2 separate regions of the Rattus norvegicus genome follow, and region 1 is linked to region 2. A link is a contact called in public Hi-C data. All regions are on one chromosome and are shown on one strand. The core of a region is the stretch at or near the end of the contact, and the rest is flanking DNA. Distances in the headings are between cores, read along the strand shown.

Region 1 (2,762 bases), core at 85-2,584, 71 kb after region 2:
TTCCTGAGTCAGAGCCCGGGAAGGGAGGAAGTTCTGGCATCGCTGTGGCTGGATAACCCTTTCATGGTATGGGTGGGTATCCCTGTGACAATCTTCTTACCAGACACCTAGCTGTCTAAGGTCCCAGAGGACTGGGGTCGATCCGATGGCAATGGCATTCCCATGTGCCGTAGTCTGCTCTGGCCTGTCATAGGTTTCTGAGAGGTCTGATCAGGACAGAGTAGTGGAACAAACACAACTGTGTGACGGACTTGAAGGCTGAAGGAGGTGGGACAACGAAGTTTCACACCCGAGAAACTTTAAGCAACAGAAAATGTACTGGGGGCTTGAATTCCCAAATTGAGAGCAGGGGACTTGGCTCCCTCTAAGAGCACTGAGAATTTGGATCTGTTGAAAATGGCTCCCCGGACTTTTGATGTCTTGTTGATCCTTGGTTTGTAGGGGCACCACTCCGGTCCTCCAGTGCCACACCGACTTTGCCTTGTGGCCATCATATACTATGGATGGACTGTGTGGAAGTGGTGGCTCTTTTCTGTCCGTCTGCTTCTCCAATGGTAAGAAGAGGTTCTATTATCCCAAGGCAGGCTTTTTTGTGATATCACAAAAATGACTATTCTGTGGCTTCATAATAGATCTTTGAGGACCATTCCAATACTGGTATTCTATGATTTTATAGTAGGAAGTTAAATCGCGAAGGACTGGGTGTGGTGGCACAGACCTTTAGCACTCAGGAGGCAGAGGCAGGTCGATCTCTGTGAGTTCGAAACTAGCTTGGTCTGCATAGAAAGACCTGTCTCAAATAAAAAAAGAAAGAAAAGAAAAGAAAAGAAAAGGAAAAAGAAGATGATTACAAAGATTAAATAGAAACGGGAGCTATATCGTTCAGTCAGCTAACATCTCTTATCTTTGTGGAGTGAGTCACCCGTGAGCCTCAGTTTTCTGTCATAAGACAGAAATAGCAACAAGGTTTCATACGGCGATGGGAGAGTGCTAGGAAGTAGATCTCTAAGGCAGACAGCGGGTCTCTCACTGACACGATTGCTGGGTCAGGACTCAGCTGACCTAACACAGAGGAGGGGCGGGGCGGGCGGGCGGGCGGGAAGGGGCGGGGCAAGAAGGCCGGCTTTGTTCTCGCCCCGCCCCGCTCTAGATATCGCGAGAGGGCGGGCCGGGCTTGGCTTTGGCATCCGCGTCGCTCCCGCGCTGGGCCACTAGGCCGGCCTCCTCCGCGGGCCGCGGGCTGCTTTGCCGGCGGCGAAGGGCCGCCAGCCGCGCGGCGTCAGCTGTGGCGTTGCGGTCATTGTGTCGTGCGGGAGACGCTGGTAGTGGTTTCCGCGACAGCAGGTGCGACTGCTTTAGCCCGGCCTGGGCTCCACGGCTGCCTGGAGGGTCTCTGCAGTGCCCACCCCTTCTCCTCCGGGACCCCACGCCAGCAGCGACCCTGAGCCAGCAGCCGGAGCGACCGGCAATGGCGGCCTCGACGGCCTCGCACCGGCCCATCAAGGGAATCCTGAAGAACAAGACCTCTACGACTTCCTCGGTGGTGGCCTCGGCCGAACAGCCCCGCCGGACCGTCGAAGAGGAGCTGAGGTGAGAGCCGGGAGGCCGGCCTGGAAGCCTCGCCTTCCCGGCTGACAGGCGGCTACGGGGAGCCGGCCTTAGCCTTGCCCCTCCGGCCGCGGGGTGGAGTGGGACCGGAGCCGCCAGAGGCGGTGGCGTTTGTCTCGTTTATTTTCTAAGTACACGCACATTTTAAGCCTGGCTTTTGAACTTCGTGTCCTTCGGAACGCTAAGGAATCAGATTGAAGTTTCAAAGCTTTAACTGTTAAGCTTTTATTATGCCCCTAGCCTAAGCCAAGGTAGCTAAAATTCTAAGGCAAAGGAGTTTCTTTTTTGCCCTTCAATTTCAATCTAGGTTCAGGCTAATGAGATCAACACTTTAAAAAAAACAACCAGAAGCACAAACACATTTATTTCTCCATTAAGCACTTTACTGCGTTCGTCTCTCAGTTCCTGGTCTGTCATTATCTCTGCACTAAATGAAACCAAAATTTTAAAATCAGTCATCTGCATTTAATGGAAAGTTACTGTTGCTAAATATTTTTGTACCTGGAGCTAGAGGTTTGGGTGCTTTCTATCTAGTTTTGGGTCCTGTTTTGCATATCTAAACGCAGTTCTTCAGAGAGAAGCAACTTGAGATATTGACGTAAAGCATTGTGTGTATTAGTAAATACCTGGAAACCGCCCAAGGTCCATTAGTGAGAACTGGTGAAATATTAATTATGGTACATTTGTATAATGGAAAGATATTCCAGCCTGAAAAAACAGAGAGGTGTTCTGGCTACAGAGAAAACTACCCAGGCTTCAGTGCTCAATGAAAATAGTGTGACAGTAGTACAGCGTCTAGGGTATAACTAATTATACCACCGGGTCAGACTCTAAGGGGGCCTCGAATAGTCTAAGTTACTAAAATTATAATAGGAACTCTTGCATTCAGAAACAAGGCTTAAGAAAGATTACTGAAGTCCGTGGAGGTAGCAGTGAGAATGCTGTGAAGTCTTAGACTTTTAGAAGTAGGGCACTCCTATATTAAGGATCTAATTTGGAATTTTTAGAGTAACTAGCTGGAAACAATTTTATGGGAAATTTGGAGAAAACCCCTTTTGTGGATTCAACTTAGAATTGTGTCCCGCAGAGACAGGGAAAGGATTTAGCATTGTCCAGCAACACCACCTCCCCCCATTCTTTGAGTTTGAAGAGAA
Region 2 (2,700 bases), core at 117-2,616:
TGATGTCAATATCTACAGGGAAGTGCACATATGTGTACTTGCACCAGCACATATGCTTGCACGAGTGCACGCGCGCACACACACACACACACACATCACTCAAAAGAGAGTGAAAGTAAGTCAGAGTGAGGGAGAGGGAGAAGGACAAGGAGGGAGAGAGAGGGGGAGGGGAATGCACGGGAATACATGTTCAAATCAGGCAATGAGCTATGAAGCACTAGGTATAAATAATGCCCATGCTGGGGCAGTGATCCCTAAAGGGAAGATGTTATCTGGCCTGTAATATATGGCCTTCATGTCTCACTTCCTGCTTCCTTTTCCAAGTAGCAGAGCAAGCATCCCACATAGGACATTGATAAGTCACTATGGAGGCTCAGCATGGACACTTGTTTGCAGACTCTACTCCACCCCTCAGTTACCTTCTACCTTTTCAGTTCCTCAGGGGTAAAGGACTGCCATGTTTCTCTATGGTCATGGTGCCTGTCACATATAGGAGCTATCCCATAAGTACATAACTGGTGTTTTAGAAATAGGGCACCCTGGGGAGAACTTATTTATGGATGGATAGGATAACATTAGATGGCCACAGGCATTGCATAGCCAGATGGTCTGAAAGTACTTGTGCCAAGAAGATAAACTCACTTAGCCATTATCTGTATAGCTCCTGACCCTCGAGTTATGACAGAGAAATCATTGCAACAATGTCTCCAGTAGGGAAAGCTGATACAAGTTAACCAACTGTCACAGAGTATGAGTAAACACATTGTAGACCTTCAGAAGGGGTAAATCTAAAATATGGGTGTTATAGAAAGATACAGTCAGAATGTCACAATTCCCACGAAGTTTAAAGCATGTAAATCAATGCTAGCTTTTGTTTTCCAGCTCAAACATTTAGACAAAAATGTCCACAAGCAAGGATAACACTCCAAACTTAAGATACTATTGTTCCGGGAAGCAATGGAGGGAATAAGGGAAATAGGGAGGGATGGAGGAAATGTGGAAATGCGAACCCGAGGGAGTGAAATGAGGTGGAGGGAGTATGGAGGAATGGGGGAGTGTAAAGGGAGCTCAGGGTGGGGTAGCATGGAGGAGATGGGGGTGAGGTGGAGTGGGGGACAGACCCTCAAATGTAATTGTAAAAAAGCGTGGAATCACGTTTTACTGTAAGAACCGACTGGATTCTTAGGGAAATCGTTTCTCCTCAGTGCTTGCTAGATATTTGACGTTACCACAAATTTGAAAGTTCTTTGTTTTAACAAGGAGAAAACTTAAAAAAAAAAAAAAAGTTTTCAAAGAAGCTTGGGCTGCGTTAGAAAAGCCGGGTCCTCAAGAGCTGAGACCGCTGGGTGGCGCCATGTACCGCAGGGAGCCTCTGGGTGGCGCAGGCAGATGCTGGAGAGCTGAGCAACCAGTTTTTGCCACAGGACACGGAAAAACTTGGGAGAGAGAGTTCCGAAGGGCAAATGAAAACAGTCTCGGGACATCTACAGCAGGGCAGTGTGGTCCCGGTAGGAAGGTGGCGGTGAAAGCCGCCGACCCAAACACCCTCTTCTAATGGGGCAGCTTCTCAGCAAGTCCTGCGCTCCTGTCCCCAAAGCAGGGAGGAAGGGGCTGCTGGCCCCGGCTGCAGGCCAAAGGATGCTTGCCGGTGACGGTGACGGTGACGGAGTTCAGTAGGTCTCATGAGCTCTCATCAGGAGGTTCTCCCCAAAATCCACCTATAGGTTGACACAACTTCAAAATCCTAAAGGGCTTTCTGTTTGTTTGTTTGTTTGTTTCTTACTTTTTAGGTTTTGTTGCTGTTTGTTTTGTTTATCTTTTTGGTTAAAATTGTTAAGTAACTGGGTTCGGTCCCCAGCTCCGAAAAAAAGAAAAAAAATTGTTAAGTAACAAGCACCTCAGTGCTTGCTAGATATCACAAATAATTAAAATAATTTTGAAAAAAGGGACCAAGCTGGACAGTTTATATTTACCAGATTTCAAGATGAACTGCACAGCCAGAGTTGAGATAGACGACGGGCGTCACACAGAAACATGGGTGATCAACTTTACAGAGGGAGGCGTTATTTACACAGCATAAGATGCACCCACTTTAAAGACAAAATGTGTTCACACAGGGGCCAAAAGCATGACCAGTGTAGTGTCTCAGTCATTCTAAATGTCACCTTCCTGCCTCGGGGCCCCTCTCCATCTTTGGTCATTCCACAACCACACGTGTGTTTGATTCCTACCATTTGGACTTTTCTAGAACATCATTACAAACTGTAAGCTCATCTGTGTTGTCTTTTCCCTTAACATCAGCCGATCACGTTTTTTGATGTTAATCGTTATTATGCTAACGTCCTTCCCTTAACACCGTTTCCTACTGGGTAGTAAGCTTGCCACTTGCTGGTGGGTTACACACAACTTGTTTGTTTTATCCAGGCACTGATTGGTGGATATTCTCATTTGGATCAGTAAGAATAGTGCAGAACAGATCTTTAAATAGACACATTTTTATTTCTCTTGGGCAAATACCAAGGGAGTAGAGTTGCTATGTTATACAGTTCACGTGTGTTTACCTTTAGAAGGAATTGTTAAACTACTTTGCGTTTCCACCCAGCAATTCATGATCACCCTGTTGAATAAATCCTGACTGACATGTTGAATGGTCAATCTTTTCCAACTTCTACTATCAGTGGAAGGAGAGTGATATCTTAC

What was found. Hi-C and Micro-C count contacts between places; a contact is called where the count stands out from the background.
Region 1: a Hi-C map of mammary epithelial cells shows a contact between it and region 2, with 2.2 times the contacts expected there. The contact joins the promoter of Ppp1r2 here to the enhancer-like site in region 2. A contact is called at or near these places in 5 of 12 Hi-C or Micro-C datasets (the A7r5 cell line, Schwann cells, frontal cortex and 2 more).

Annotation. Positions count from the first base shown.
Region 1 is chr11:82,976,300-82,979,061 of GRCr8, forward strand. Ppp1r2 (protein phosphatase 1, regulatory (inhibitor) subunit 2) reads left to right here and starts at 1,335. Exons shown (of 6, transcript NM_138823.3): 1 at 1,335-1,590. The coding sequence starts at 1,469.
Region 2 is chr11:82,904,870-82,907,569 of GRCr8, forward strand. No RefSeq gene overlaps it. Among named protein-coding and RNA genes, the nearest start is that of Apod, 30 kb to the right of the region's middle. Within about 2 kb of position 1,367, at least 16 of the 93 cell types and tissues checked have an H3K27ac peak or open chromatin away from gene starts, as enhancers often do.